Linked DNA regions of Mus musculus: regions 1, 2, 4 and 5 are each linked to region 3. The links are chromatin contacts, called in public HiChIP or PLAC-seq and promoter capture Hi-C maps. All regions are on one chromosome and are shown on one strand. The core of a region is the stretch at or near the end of the contact, and the rest is flanking DNA. Distances in the headings are between cores, read along the strand shown.

Region 1 (2,784 bases), core at 151-2,650, 910 kb before region 3:
TGTCTTCTCGTCCATGCCAGCCATTGGGTGTTCTATGAAGGTGGCATAGGGCATGTTTGTAGACCAGGGGTTCCATCTGTTGATGAAGGAAGGGCGGCTCTGCTTGTCCCACTGAATGCGAACCCCAAAGCCTTCTCTCCTGATGGGGGAGGGGGAGAAAGCCTTGCTTACCACAGGAATACAACATTGCATTCAGTATCAGGGATGGCTGGGGAACCTGTGACCTAGTGTAACAATGGCCTCCACTAACAGCTTCACACACTTCCAAAGCGTAACAAGTTAATGAGCCTCCTTTGCAGCCTATGAAACCGGCACACAGTCCAACCTGGCCTAATTATGGCCGTGTTTGTTCTTAATGTTACTGAATGATGCTTAAGTTAGTAGCCATTAGCTTCCTGGAGTCCCTAGTCAAATAATTCTTTTATAGCAAGCCAACCAGTCTCTGAAGGCTGTTAGGTGTTTTGCGATGTATCGAATTTTTAGTAATACTGAGCACATGCCCTGTGTCTCCCTCCTGCTGGAGTTAAAACTCCCAGACTCCCTACATAGCTTATGACAGTGGGCTCTGATTCCATGTATCTTAACGGTATTTAAATGAATGGTTTTTAGTGGGGACAGAGTGGCCGACTGTGCCAGCATCCCTTTCAAGGAGGTACTGAGCAACCCGGAAATCACCAGCCTCTACTTAAAGGTCCTTTCCACTGGTTCTTCAAGATGAGACCTTTACCTCACAAGAGAGTGGGTCAATACCACTTACAGGATCCGCTGGGGCCCTGCCGTGTAGTGCGCTGGTGCACCTACTTGTTGAGCGACTTCGGAGGAAACTGGAATTCTCCACAGGAGATGGTGTCTACCGCGCTGAGCGCCACCCTGACCACCTGCTGGCACTGAAGGCTGATGAAGTCATATTTGCAGATGAGCAGCGACTGGTCGGTGACCAGCACCAGCCGCTCCTTCTCGTTGTTCCAGTGGTCCACCCTGGAGAGGAGAGGGGCCGCCCATCACCAAGAGCCCCGCCTGCCCCCGCCCGCCCCCGCCCAGTGTCCCCGCAGTCCCCTCGCGCCGGCTTACTCGGTCAGCAGCCACACCCCCTGGATCTCGCCGTCCTCCACGGGCCGTACCACGGCGCGGATCTCCTCGACCGCCTGCTCGATGGTGCCGGGCCGGAACACGAAGTACTCCTTGACGCGGGCGCGGCGTGTAGGGTCGTGGACGTTCAGCGGCCACAACGTCTGGCGCAGCGGTGTGCCCGCCCCAGGCCGGCCCGCACCCGCGTCCTCGCCGGCCGCCAGCACCGCCGTGGGGCTCGTGCCCGCCGAGTCCACCGTGTCCCGCAGCTGCAGCATCGCGCCGCCACCGGCAGCCTCCACCGACGGCCGCCGCCCCGGCGTCCGCCCGGCCGCGCCCCGCCCTCCCTCGTTCGCCTTGTGATTGGTTGAGTCCTGCAGAGCCCGCCTTCCGGACCCGCCTCCAGCTCCGTCGACTGCGTCTCGCGATTGGCTTTCCCCTAAGCTGTCTTCTGCAATTGGGTCTAAAGTGCTGCCGTTCATGATTACGGCGGCCCCTCCTGGGCCGGAAGCTGCCGCCACGCGCGGAGCCACTTCCTGTTTACAGGAAGGGCGAGTTAAAAAAAAAAAAAATGCCGGTCGGGGGTTCCTGGCTGAGAACGGGGAAAGGGACGCCATGGACTCGCGCGGAAGGGGGCACTTGGGGGCTCGTGCGTAGGGCGTTGCCCCGACAGTGTGTCCTCGCTTGGCTCCGTGCCCTTCACCTTCGGGCTTACGGTGCACTTCGGGCGGAGGTGTGCGGCGCACTTAGGAGGTGTGCATGCCTGGGGAGTGTGAAAGTGTGGGCATGGGTGTGTGCGCGTCTGAGGATTGTGAAAGCGTGGGAATGGGTGTGTGCGCGTCTGAGGATTGTGGACACTGTGTCGGGGCACCTCAGATAGAGGCTTCTCAGGAGTGTGCTGCACTCCTTGGGCGTGGTCACCTTGGGAGTGTGGGTTTATAGGGTGTGTGCACACTGGAGATAGGAGTGTGTGCAGGTCAGAGGTGGCTGTCAGAGGGTTCTTTATATTGGGCATGATACGCACAAGTAAGCTACCATGTCACCGAAGAGTGCTGCTGGGGCGGGGGGTGGGGGGAGTTGGAAGGAAACGCCGTAGGATGCTCTTGGGCCCTGCAGCTTCTCCCTGGGACAGAAGCCATGCGAGATGTCCCTGAGTTCCTGCTCCCACGGGGGTGCCAGCAGTGTGCCTGGGTTGATGGAGCTAATGGACCGCTATGATAGTGTGGCCCAAAAGTCTTTTCTAACAGTCACCAAGACATAGGTTAGACTCATCAGTGAATGACAGCCCAAGATACAGCTCAGGCCTGTAGTCTGTCTCCTGACCGTTGTGAGGGCTCCTTAGCCTGCTGGACCTTTTACAGTGTGGCTTCGTCAGAGAATCCAGTCCAATGAGGTCTCCGGGACACTGGTGGGAGCAGCCACGATGACGTGAATTCCCACAGAGGTTCCTGAGACCGCTGTGGATGTGAAGAGTGTGCTGAAAGCTGACAGAGAAAGGGGAGATGAATAGATAAGTGCATATAAGGCAATAAGCCAGGGATGGAGAGGTGGCTCAGCAGTTAAGAACACTGGCTGCGCCGGGCGTGGTGGCGCACGCCTTTAATCCCAGCACTCGGGAGGCAGAGGCAGGCAGATTTCTGAGTTCCAGGCCAGCCTGGTCTACATAGTGAGTTCCAGGACAGCCAGGGCTACACAGAGAAACCCTGTCTCGAAAAA
Region 2 (2,899 bases), core at 17-2,516, 770 kb before region 3:
GGCACCAGGCATGACATGCCTGTGGCGCACATACATACATACATACACACAGGCACAACACTTAAATACATACAATAAATATATCTTAAAAAACAAACCAACTAACCAGAGATTTCTAGCTTTAGGTGTTTGGAGAAGGGTGGCAGGGAGCCTCTACCTAGCTCTCGACACCCTGTTCTCTGGCTGAGTCTTTACTTTTTCAAAGCCCTGAGACCCTTCCCTCTCTCAGGCCGTGCTGTGAGCGCATGGTCCGAGGCTTCTCTCTGGACCATGGGCAGAAAGAAGGGTCTGTCCCCAGAAGGGAACACAGCAGAGGTGCATTCAATCAATGAACTCTGATGGATAAACAGAGGCCCAGAGGCTCAAGGCCCGGAGGCTGGAGCAGCTTGCCTGAATCCACAAACAGCAACTTTCAAGCTTGGTGCCCACACACCTGGGTAGGGAGCCATTGCTATCAGGGCATACTGGCATGCAGTCACGAATGGCTCCACACAGTACCTGGGACCCTGCAGCTGGTCACTCAAGTGACAAACACACCCAAGCATCTACTTAGGAGCTACCAAATCCTGTCTGGGCTCCAGGCATGATGTGGAGGCCGCTAAAATCTCATCTTGGTGGCTACCAACTCAGATCTCGGCCCCTGGGACCAGGCCCATGCCCAAATTCATCTTTCTCGCTCAACCTCAAAATAGATCTCTGCTCCTTATTTACAGATATGGGAACCAAGGTAGTGGGTTGGGGACAGGTGCTCACCACCGTCCAGTCTATAAGTGCCGCCCTCTGCTTTCTGGGACAGCCCTCTCCCTCTGGAAGGCACTGCGGAGCCTGGCTAGAGGACTAGACACCAAAGCCACCAAGGTGGGATAAGGGCACGAGGGGGTCAGGCCACTCAGCCTATCTAAACAGATCGTCTTTCTAGCTCCCGGAAGAGTCACTTCCACGCCCCCCCCTCCCGGGACTTCCCAGGAGTCTCTGCGTTCAAGTGTCTAACCAGGTCCACTGCAAAGTGTCCCTTGGACTGTGGCTCAGGGCAGCTAGGCTCCAGATCCCCGGCTTTCAGCCCAAGAGAGAGGGCGGGGCGCGATGAAGTCGCCGAGGTACAGGAGGGGCGGGAGCGGAGAGGGGAATGGAGCAGAGGTGCTCCGGGCGCCCCAGGTGGTCTTCCCCTTGGCTGACTCTCCAGTCCCCAGACTCACCTGTGCGCGCAACCGAGGGTCGGCCGGGAGGGTGTAGCCTGCAGTGCCGCTGGGTCCCCGCGTCCCGGGGCCGGCCGGTCCCGCCCTCTCTACTTCCTGCGCGGTGGGCGGTCGGGCGAGCGGTCGGGCGGAGCCGGGGCCAGGTGGGCTCCGCCAGCGGCTGCGCGGCCGGAGGGCGGGACGCGCCCTGGGCACCTGCTGCACCACCACCGCCTCACCTGGCCGCGCCGGCTGCGTCACCGCTCTACCTGGGTCCGCCTGCGTTCACGTGACCCGTCTGGTGGTTCGGGCGGGAGTCCGCCCTCGGGTACTGTCTACCCTCCCTCCCGCTCCTACGCCCGCTTCCTTCTGTGCCTCACTCCCAGGTCCGCCGCCTCCTCCAGGAAGCCTTCGGAGAAATCCCGGGCCTGCGGGAACCTGTTTGTTGAAAGAAAGCCCCGCCCTCTGCATTCTTTGCAGCTGGCTGCTTCATGGCAGCCCTGGCCAGGATCTCCCAGAACACCTTTCATGGTTTAACCTATCCACCACAACCTCATTTTACTGAGAACTCTGAAGGCTGGAAATTCTGCTAGCCACACAGATCTGGCCGCGAGTCTCCAGATCTCAGGAAAACAGCTACCAAGTCTATGTAGTGTCCTCAAGAATGAGGAGGTAATAACGACCCCCATGTTTAGGGGGTCAGGCTCCTCATGTGGAAAAGGATGGGGTCTGCACCATTGCCCTCCGAAGTGCTAATCAAACCTGAGATCCCAAGGGTGGCTCTGATCAAGGTGAGAAGAGGAGGGTAGGCAAGAGGCATAGTGAGTGTAAGAGCCAAGAAACGAGGGAACACGTCCAGGAGGGTAGCCTGAGGCGGAGGCACAGAGAACACAGAGCAGGGTGGATTGGAGGCGGAGGCTGGAAGTGCCCAGTTCCCATTGGAGAGTGGGGTCCTCTTAAAGGCAGGGGGGTCAGGACTGGGCTGACACGGCCCTGACCATCCTGACTCTGCCAGGTATGTTTAGTCCAGACTCACCTTCCCCAGGCTGTCCCAGGTTCCTGGGAGCTGGGGTTACAGGCAGACACCATTACAGCTATTTTTTTCTTTTTCTTTTTTTTTTTGATGATGCAACATTGTATTCAGATGGTTTGTTATCCCCAAGACCCCTCAGGGCATGGCCATCAGAGCAGAACCTCAACCACTCTGGGACAAGAAGAGAGACCGTATCTGTTAAAACAGCCACCTCTCGGGCTGATGAAATGGCTCAGCAGTTAAGAGCGCCGACTGTTCTTCCAAAGGTCCTGAGTTCAAATCCCAGCAACCACATGGTGGCTCACAACCAACCGTAACAAAATCTGATGCTCTCTTCTGGAGTGTCTGAAGACAGCTACAGTGTACTTACATATAATAAATAAATAAGTAAATATTAAAATAAAAACAGCTGCCTCTCACTGTGGCTTGCTCTGCCTGGCTCACTAGGCTGTGCGTGACAGGGACATGACCTGGGTGTAACCCGAGGTCCTGAGACACAGCCAGTACTAGTCCCCATCCTGACCCACCTCTGTCATCTGTTTTTCAGGAAAGAGCTGTGACCTCACACCACGGCCCTCACACACGGTTCATGCAGTGTAGCCCCAGAGCTTGCTCTGACAGAGGTGATGCCGGAGACTCTGGGTTGGCACTTTCACTTTCTTGGCCAACAGTGTGGGGTTGTATGCCCTGG
Region 3 (2,831 bases), core at 290-2,789:
TTCTGGAGTGTCTGAAGACAGCTACAGTGTACTTACGTATAAATAAATAAATCTTTAAGAAAAAAAAAAAAAAAAAGAAAACAGAGTGGCCAGAGCTGGCAAACGACATCAGGCAGGACAACAAAACCCACAGCGTGTATGACTTTAGAATTAGTTGTTGAGCTGGGCAGTGGTGGCTCACACCTTTAATCCCAGCACTTGGGAGGTAGAGACAGGCAGATTTCTGAGTTTGAGGCCAGCCTGGTCTACAAAGTGAGTTCCAGGACATCCAGGGCTACACAGAGAAACAGGAGCCTGGCCTTTCTGTCCTCCATCCTTGAAGCAGGAGGAAGAGTTTACAAGGAGAAAGTCACAAGGCTCAGTCTTAGGATCCTTGTGCTTCAGAAGGCAAGGGGTGGGAGGTGGCAAGGGCCGTATGCCCCTTCCGTAAGCAAGAGCTCTCGCTCTACCTCCACCGCAGAGTTCTGGAACCCTGAAACACTGAAGCAAAGGGGGACTCCAGGCCACATGGTCATCCGAGAATCCAGAGAACTGATCTACAATGATGTCACTACTCATCTTGCCCTTCCACTTTCTCTCCTCACTGAAAAGCCTCTTGTTTCCCTGATCTGTGCAGGATCTGTTTGGGTTAACAAGCTCTAGCAGCCCAAGCTAGTAGAAAAGATGGGCTGATAGCTCCACCTGCTGGCCATCTTGGGTTTTGTCCCATAGGAAGAATCCTTGAGAGCCCACAAAGGAAGAACTTGAGGATCAAGGCACCGCTGTGCCTAGGATTTAAGCCCACGGAGAGAGACGCTTACTTAGGCCGTATCCCTGAGAACAACAGATACTTGAATAGTGTTTCTGGTCTTGTTCCCCATGGCTGAGAGAAGAGAATGCAAAAAAGCAGTCGCGTGTAAGGAGCAGTCCAGGCGGGGACACTTAGAACAGGCCATACCCCATGGTTATGGTAGAAATGAGCTTCCAAGTTTGAAAAGTCTTCCAGCACAAGCGGCCTTGGGCCTTCAGAGAATCTACATTTCAAACTGTCACATTTGATTTGGCTAGAAGTTCATGCCTCTGCATGAGCCGTGACTGCCTCCTAGCAGTGGTCAAAGGTGCTATCTGGGATTGCCCAACCCAAGCTGAAGAAACCAGGGCATGGGCAGGGAGGAACTCCAACAACTGGAGCCTTCAGCAGTCCGTTGGAATCACGTGGCTATCCCAAAAGATCCACTTTTGCAGCCCAGAGACACGTACCTCCTGCCAGAAAACTGAACCTGAATCAGGCCAAAAACACATCTGCGAGGCTGAGCTTTCTCGGGGGTCCTACCCACTAGGTATCTACCTCCTCCCTGTCATTACCCGCCACTTCACTGTGCCGCTTCACCCTCCAAGCACAGACCACACCCCTCCCCGGGTAGCCCCACCCCTATGTCGTGGACACGCCCACTACTCCGCCTCCACAGATGTCACGCCTAGGCTCCGCCTTCGCCCGCGTGGTGTTCGCAGCCTCAGCCCCACGACGGACGCACGTCGAGCGTCACAGGCCCCGCCCACGAGGTGCGCAGGCGCGGTGCGAGCTCTGCGATTCGGGCCATGGCGCGGGCGGGTGCCCCTGAAGTGATCCGGGCAGCGCAGAAGGACGAGTACTACCTGGGAGGCCTGCGGAGCGCGGCGGGTGAAGCGCTGCACAGCCTAGCGGGTGAGCGTTCCGGGCACCCAGACAGGCGGCAGCTCCAGAGTTTGCTTGGAAAGCGGGGATCAAAACAGAGGTACACACTGCTGACCACATTGCAGGTCTCTGCTTTAGTGTTTCTCAAGCATTTGCCCATTTATTCTCCAGACGCCCCTACAGGGTGGACCTAACGTCATTACTCTCATAGGTAGACACGTGGATCACACAGGCAGGGATTTGGGATTTCAGAGAGCCGAGGTTTGATACTAAACAGGTCGCCTCTGGCTTATGTTGTTAGCACTACCTAGACTTTCCTGGGCTCCATGTCTCTAGGACAGTACCTGACTCAAGACAGTTACAGTCGGGGCTTCTTAAGAGGCGGTCTTCGTCTCGGAGACATTCCGGTCACCAAGGGCAGCAGAGGAGGTGAAGGGAGAGACGAGTTGTTGAGGGTCGTCTTAGGAGTGACTTGACTTGGACTTTACCTGCCCTTCGGGAGTGACAGGGTTTCTCTGTGTAGCCCTGGCTGTCCTGGAACTCACTCTGGTCAGTCTGGACTCGAAATCTCTGCCTCCCAAATGCTGGGATTAAAGGCGTGTGCCACCACTACCCGGCTGGGAGTCATCTTAAGAGAACCACTTCACCTCTCTAGAGCTAATATTTTTCTTCTCTCAGGTGCAAAGAAATGGCTGGAATGGAGGAAAGAGATCGAGTTGCTCTCGGACATAGCCTACTTTGGCCTCACCACAATTGCAGGTAGCTGTCTGTGCTCGGCAGGTCCTGGGCACTGAGGGGCCCACAACCCACCCAGGTCTGGAGGGGATGCTTGAAGGCTCCTGGAAATCACCTGCATTAGTCTCTGTTTCCGGGAAGGAAGATACTGGCCAGAGGGCACTCACTGCCCCAGACTTTCTCTCAGCAGGATGGGCTTTTCCATTTATGGGGTACGAGGCAGATAAAAAGGAAGAGGCTATCGAGTGGGGGGAAGGGTACGAGCAGGGTCATGGTGAGACACATGGAAAGATCACAAGGTACTCCACAGGGCTGGCCTCAGGAACAGGAAGTCAGGATTCATCGTCTGCATGGTGGAGTACTAGAAGCTAGCTGCAAGCCATGGGTAGGCTTGGGGGCTTTTTATTCTGACTCCATGTGACAGCGTCAGGTAAGCAGTGGT
Region 4 (3,060 bases), core at 531-3,030, 590 kb after region 3:
CAATGGCTTAGTAGGGAGCCCTCAGCCCCTCCACTCCCAGTCTTGCTCCAGGAGGCCCAGCACTGATGCTGGGCCTCAGCCGCAAGCCACCCTTAACCCACAGCCAAGGAAGATAAGTATGTTTCCCCAGCCTAGGCTGTGAGCTTGGCCTTCAGGAATGCAACTCCAACTCCCTCTTCTGTGGCATGTGGGGGAGGAGGAGTGGAGGCGGGGACAACGACTCAGGCCTGTGAGACCCAGTGTTCCTCTTCCTTGATTGCTTGACCCTAATACTCAGCCCCAGGAAAGCCCCAGGAAACCCTTCCTGCCTCAAACCCTTTTGTAGTCCACACAGAGGAGAGAATGACACCCCCAGAAGGACAGACTAAGGAGTTGGGTCACCTTTCTTCCAACTGTAGCGTGTGGGGCCCAAGACCCAGTACTCGCTGTCATCAAAGTGAATGCCACCGTGGGGTGGGAAGAAAGCGTGGGCCAGTTCACCTGTGGGACCATCAAAGCAGTGGTGCACTGCAGAGACCAAGCAGTCGGTGTGGTTGACTGGGTAGAAACCTAAGAAAACACAAGGCTGCAATAATACCTGCGAGGCTGGGCGCGGTCGGGAGCTCTTCAGTTACCCACCTATCTTGAGGTCACTGGGACGTTCAGGGGCCACCTCACGGAAACTGAATGGGGAAACATCACTCCACATTCGAAAGGCAGCAGCCAGGCCCCTTCGCGTCTCTTCCGGGCTTAAAAGATTCCGGGGGAAGGAAAGAACTCTGTGGTGGAGGGCGGCGGTGATGTTAGAGTCAGTGTTGGTGTCTGAGTTATGACCTGACCACCCTCCTCGCTGGTCCAGGTGGCACCTGTATGTGAGGTTGAAGTGGTCCCAGCGCAGCCTGGCCGGTGTCAGCGTGTAGCGGCGTCTTCGGGTTACCGACATGGTCAACAGTCTGGGTACCTGGGCAGTGGAGCTGCCCACATTTGGCGCATCTACATTTCCCTTCATAGGGAGAAGTGAATGTGAGGAGGCCAGAGGAAAGTCTCTAGTGCCCGAGAGTTGTTATCAGAAGCAGACTTTAGGCAACGGGATAGAGGAAGCTGTGGATGAGCCCTCTATTAGGTTTTGGGCTTTAGGAGTTGAGCCAGCCATGGTGGCGCATGCCTTTAATCTCTGAGCGCAGAGGCAGATGGTCTACAGAAGTCAGCCCGGGCTACACAATGAAATCTTGGCTCGGGAAAACAAAACAAAACCTATTGGGAATGGGCAGAGTTGGGGATGGATGCGGTCTCCCACCTCCAGCGGCCGCTGGACACAATGACCCAAGATTCTCGGAACCAGGCACTCACATGCCATCCCACAAAGCCCCTCACACGCGGGCCCCACTGATACACCCTCAGATGCTGACCCGCTCCTCGCACTTACTAGCCTTTCGTCCTCTCACCTGAGCTGCCCTCCAGGCGGTCTCGGTCGGCGCCCCTAGCCACTCCAGCAACGCCAACGCGGAGAGAAGGCACAACCCGCTCAGGGCAGCCCCCAACCAGCGGCCCTGTACCGCGCCGGACGCCTCCGGACGGAGACAGGCCCGGCAGCCCATGGCAGACTCCAGTCGGGTTAGGGCCACAAGGGGCCGCGCGACGTAGGGACCTGGATCGCAGAGCTGGGGCGGAGTGGGAAGGGGATGGGCGGCGGACGGCTCGAGTTACAGCCCTATGGTGAAGAGAGGACCCGGCTGCGCTGGCTCAAATAAGGAACCGACTCGTTAAGTCTGGAACCGTCCGCATCCCCCGGTGCGATTCCAGGAACCAGGCCGAAGGGTCGGCGGCAGAGGCCAGAACACACCCTACAGTGTCGGGGGGTCTGTCAGAACGCGAGGCGCCGGGGCTCAGATTTGGGGTAGGGGCATCAATTGCTCCCCGCACCCACTGGTCGGAGTTGAATGACATTTGGCTTCCCCCCTCAACCCTCTGGTACCACAATGAAATTTGGGAGGGAAGCCTCGGTCCTGGACCGCAGTGACTGAGTGTAAGGAGCATACCCGCCAGAGGGGAGCGCAGAGCGAGGGGACGTGGCAATGAGAGCAGGGTGGCTGAGCGAGCAGAGAGGAAAGATGCCTCAGGAAAGACAAGGAGACCAGCGGGAGTCCTTAGGGCAACTGCTTTAACCAGAGGGTGCTCTCGTTGGTCCAGTGCAGGAAGTTTGGGGAAGGTGCCAGCACCTGGAATCCCTGCCTCAGAGGAGAGGGGATTAAGGCAACTGAGTCAGGAACTGAGTGTGGTGGTCTGGCGCGGTAGGGTTAGGAGGCAGGAGCTATGGTCCAAGGCCTGAAAGCTAGACCCGGCAGCTGATGGCTGTGCTGGGTGGGTACCGAATGAACGCGGCATGGCAACCGAAATTATGCCAGGCACAGCTGCGATCCCGGGACGGGACGGAGCTGACTGTGGGTGGGTGAGAGCAGGCGCAGGAGCCGGGGTTTTCTCCCTCCCAGTCTTCCACTCCGACCTTGGACCCTAGGTGACAGCAACAATGTACTTGGCCAGCAGAGTCAGAGCCAAGCAGCTGGAGTGCCCTGTGGCCCGTAATAGCTGCGCTGGAAGTTCTTGAAAAGGGTCAGCCATCTGCCCCCTCCCTTCCTTACTAAGTGTTTGTTCCAACAAGTGGACGGACCCTCTCTTGCTTCTTCACTCAGCCCCAACGTAACTGTCAAGAGCTTGGCGGCTTCCAACCCAACTCCCTCCTAGCCAGGACCCTCTCTAAGTCGTGTTGCTTTGACCAAAACCTTCACAGTTCAAGTCCTGCCCCAGAGGGGCGGAGGGAGTAATAGGCAAGGGGAAGAGCAAAGGGGGGTGGCCCTCTTATAGGGGCGATAGAAAAGCCACGTGAGCCTTTTGGAGTTTCCGGACGGACCATCTTGTGTCAAACCAAAGCCAGCGCGCACTTTTGGCGGGCTGCATCCTCATCCAGAGCGTTCCTGATCTCCAGGCAGTCTGGAGCCTGATGCCGGGCGGGGCGTGGGGTGGGGCCTGGGCAGCGGGGGAGGGGCGGTGAGGATCTCTGGGGCCTGCCCAACACCCTTAGGC
Region 5 (2,866 bases), core at 333-2,832, 640 kb after region 3:
TATACTCATATACATGAAATAAATAAATAGCACTGACTGTTCTTCCAGAGCTCCTGAGTTCAATTCCCAACAACCATATTTCACAACCATCTTTAATGGGATCTGATGCCCTCTTCTGGTGTGTGTGAAGAGAGCAACAGTGTACTCACATAAAATAAATAAATCTTTAAAGAAACAAAACCACCCAGCACATAGGCCTCAACAGCTAGTGTTCTCACACAAAATAAATCTTCAAAACAAACCAAACAAAGAAAAAGCCCAGCACATAGGCCTCAACACCTGACTAAATAGAAACATAGTCCATAAGTCCCCAAGTAAAAACTTCCTCAATGTTCTAATCTTGCTTTTTGACTTCCACAGTTCTGCTTCTCGCTAACTGAAGCATGCCAATCAAGATGGTCTTTGTACATAAAGTCAAAGAGCTGCAAGGCTCAAGGTTACATGATTTGGGCAAGTTCTCTGTGCAGCTAGCAGGCAAAAATAAAGACTTTCCTTTTGGCTTTCAGAGTGTCCACGTGATGGTCTCTGTGGGCTTACTCGCAACAGGTTCTCAATACTCTCCTCCTCATTAACACAAGGAACAATGATGGCAGACTTCAATAGCAATGAGGAGGTTCATAGTGGGAAATTTAGTTTCAAAATAGGACTGGAGAGATGGCTCAGTAGTTAAGAGCACGGACTGCTTTCCCAAAGGTCCTGAGTTTAATTCCCAGCAACCAAATGGTGACTCACGATCATCTGTAATGGAATCCCATGCCGTCTTCTGGTGTGACTGAAGACAGCCATAGTGTACTCATATATATAAATAAACTTTAAAAGAAAAAAAGGTTGCATGGAGGCTAGAAGATTCTAGGCCTAGGCAAACAGGTAGAGGTAGTCTTTGAGACAATTACTATAAGCGAATAAAATATACTTTTATAAAGGAGGGAGAAGGGATGAAAAAGAAAAGAGGAAGATACAGGAATAATAGGAATAAAGGGTAGATTACTGAATCTACGGCTTTTTTTTTGAGACAGGGTTTCTCTGTGTAGCCCTGGCTGTCCTGGAACTCACTCTGTAGACCAGGCTGTCCTCGAACTCAGAAATTTGCCTGTCTCTGCCTCCCAAGTGCTGGGATTAAAGGCGTGCGCCACCACCGCCCGGCAAAACACAGCTTTTGTTATACTTACTACACATTATCTACCTTCTTGTCCCTGACAATCTCATACTGCTCCAACTTTAAAGGAGTTCTCAGAATCTCCAAACAACTTATCTAATCCCCTTCACTTCTTGACCATTCCATTCGAGCTAGAGGGGACAGGTCACCAGGCAGGTAGGCCGGCTGTAAGTCGACCTGATTACCGAGTTCTAGGATTAAAGAAAAGTGTGAGGCACCACGCCCAGCAGCAACTCTATTTCTCTCTCCCCCTCTCACTTGAGATCGAGCTCTCAATAGGCAACCTAAACTGGCTTCCAACAGAGAAGCGATTTTTCCTGCCAGTTTTCCGATTGGCCGAACTTGAAGAGCCCGCTACCTCACCCATATTTTTCATATCGTTTACATGTTAAGCTGCAACGGGCTCACAGAGGAAGTGACGTGCTTCTAGAAGTCCAGTGACTCTGAGGAAGGTACTCGTGATAGAGATAGGGCACAAACCAAGTGCTGGAGCCCAGTGCATCTATGAAATTGGCAGAGTGACCACCTGGAGGAAACCGGAATGAAAAACGTCCCAACCACACCAAGAGAAGCCGCGGAAAGGACTTGAGACTCCCCGGACCCGCCCCAACGCCCGTCCCACTGAAGTTTTCAGTATTGCGCAAGCGCCGCGCCTAGCGCGTCATCCGAGGCGACGGTACATTAGGACGCAGGCGCGGCTCACACCGCTCCAGTTGCCGGCGCAGGTCCTGTGACGTCACGCGCCGGCGAAGGTGGTCCACGACCGCCGGCCTCGGCTGCTCTCAGGCTGATTCGGCGTCGGCCGGTCGCCCTCCCGCGCCGGCTGCAGTACGAGCCCAGGAGAGCACCGTCGGCCTCCCCACGCGTTGCGTTGCGTTGCGTTGCGTTCACTTCCGTGTCGCAGATTTCCGGTTACCGCCATCTTCCTCGCGCGGAAGCCGGCTTCTAGGTGGGAGCTCCGTAGCGAGAGCAGTGGGTAGTTCGGTCGGTGCCATGCCGTCATCGCCGCTGCGGGTGGCGGTGGTGTGCTCGAGTAACCAGAATCGGAGCATGGAAGCACACAACATCCTCAGGTAGTGCAAGCTCCACCTGCCCTCCGCCCCTCCCTCCTCTTTCCCACAGATTCTTGTCCAGACCCCGACCCTGTACTGACTGGGCCGCGGAGGTCGGGCCACGCCCGGCTTCCACGCTCAGCGAGCCCTCAGTGGGGTCCGTGCGCGCGACACCCTCGGTAGTGTAGGCATCCCCGTAAACCCTAGAGGTGGCCACACGACAGCTGGGGCCCTCTGGGTGCTGGACGACCGGGCAGTATCACGGGGTAGGCCAAGGTCTTTCCGTGCTGCGAAGGGTGCCTGGTGTTTATCTTTCCCGTATATGTGTCGTCCGGCCACCTTGGAAAGCTCTCCACACGTCACATCAAGATGGAACGAGTCTGGAAGCAACAACAGTGATCTGAGGTGTTAACGTCAGGGACTGTTTATTGCTGTCTTCGTTTGCAAGTCTCATGCACCAGCCACCACCCCTCTCAGCCCCATAACTTTAGTCAGTAATTTCTGGAGCACACGAATTCATTTGGTTCAGTGGGACCTCCTCATATTTCTTCACGAATTCACCAGTTTCTAGTAGGGCATTCATCTTTGATAGTATTTTATCTTAAAAAAAAAAATCTCTTGACAAAATGAGAAACTGATGCATTGTATTACAGTTAAA

The links. Promoter capture Hi-C pulls out the DNA fragments that hold promoters and counts their contacts. HiChIP or PLAC-seq counts read pairs in DNA pulled down with a chosen protein or histone mark.
Region 1: an H3K27ac HiChIP or PLAC-seq map of microglia shows a contact between it and region 3, with 8 times the contacts expected there. The contact joins the promoter of Tprgl here to the promoter of Pex10 in region 3. A contact is called at or near these places in 4 of 39 promoter capture datasets (erythroid cells, hippocampal neurons, liver and 1 more), 2 of 15 datasets of contacts at CTCF or cohesin (large pre-B cells and pro-B cells), 11 of 484 Hi-C or Micro-C datasets (the G1E-ER4 cell line, cortical neurons, embryonic stem cells and 4 more), 6 of 115 datasets of contacts at active chromatin or transcription factors (T-cell acute lymphoblastic leukemia, embryonic forebrain, embryonic stem cells and 3 more) and 1 of 9 other capture datasets (embryonic stem cells).
Region 2: a contact with region 3 is called in a promoter capture Hi-C map of embryonic stem cells, with 2.9 times the contacts expected there. The contact joins the promoter of Arhgef16 here to the promoter of Pex10 in region 3. A contact is called at or near these places in 4 of 39 promoter capture datasets (embryonic stem cells, hippocampal neurons and stem cell-derived epiblast-like cells), 1 of 484 Hi-C or Micro-C datasets (the HL-1 cell line) and 3 of 115 datasets of contacts at active chromatin or transcription factors (embryonic stem cells and stem cell-derived neural progenitor cells).
Region 4: an H3K27ac HiChIP or PLAC-seq map of embryonic stem cells shows a contact between it and region 3, with 5 read pairs. The contact joins the promoter of Mmp23 here to the promoter of Pex10 in region 3. A contact is called at or near these places in 2 of 39 promoter capture datasets (liver and pre-B cells) and 2 of 115 datasets of contacts at active chromatin or transcription factors (bone marrow-derived macrophages and embryonic stem cells).
Region 5: a promoter capture Hi-C map of erythroid cells shows a contact between it and region 3, with 5 times the contacts expected there. The contact joins the promoter of Ssu72 here to the promoter of Pex10 in region 3. A contact is called at or near these places in 2 of 39 promoter capture datasets (erythroid cells and pre-B cells), 1 of 484 Hi-C or Micro-C datasets (B cells) and 1 of 115 datasets of contacts at active chromatin or transcription factors (epiblast stem cells).

Annotation. Positions count from the first base shown.
Region 1 is chr4:154,159,284-154,162,067 of GRCm38.p6, forward strand. Tprgl (transformation related protein 63 regulated like) reads right to left here and starts at 1,401. Exons shown (of 4, transcript NM_026388.2): 1 at 1,072-1,401; 2 at 802-978; 3 at 1-139. The coding sequence starts at 1,346.
Region 2 is chr4:154,298,629-154,301,527 of GRCm38.p6, forward strand. Arhgef16 (Rho guanine nucleotide exchange factor (GEF) 16) reads right to left here and starts at 1,267. Exons shown (of 15, transcript NM_001112744.1): 1 at 1,197-1,267. It overlaps Gm52687 (predicted gene, 52687), which reads left to right and starts at 1,016. Exons shown (of 3, transcript NR_168682.1): 1 at 1,016-1,097; 2 at 1,562-1,847; 3 at 2,339-2,627.
Region 3 is chr4:155,065,491-155,068,321 of GRCm38.p6, forward strand. Pex10 (peroxisomal biogenesis factor 10) reads left to right here and starts at 1,540. Exons shown (of 6, transcript NM_001042407.1): 1 at 1,540-1,684; 2 at 2,333-2,413. The coding sequence starts at 1,579.
Region 4 is chr4:155,651,604-155,654,663 of GRCm38.p6, forward strand. Mmp23 (matrix metallopeptidase 23) reads right to left here and starts at 1,781. Exons shown (of 8, transcript NM_011985.3): 1 at 1,425-1,781; 2 at 846-982; 3 at 619-758; 4 at 382-549. The coding sequence starts at 1,577. It overlaps Mib2 (mindbomb E3 ubiquitin protein ligase 2), which reads right to left. Exons shown (of 20, transcript NM_001369164.1): 20 at 2,865-3,060.
Region 5 is chr4:155,703,233-155,706,098 of GRCm38.p6, forward strand. Ssu72 (Ssu72 RNA polymerase II CTD phosphatase homolog (yeast)) reads left to right here and starts at 1,583. Exons shown (of 5, transcript NM_026899.3): 1 at 1,583-2,229. The coding sequence starts at 2,150.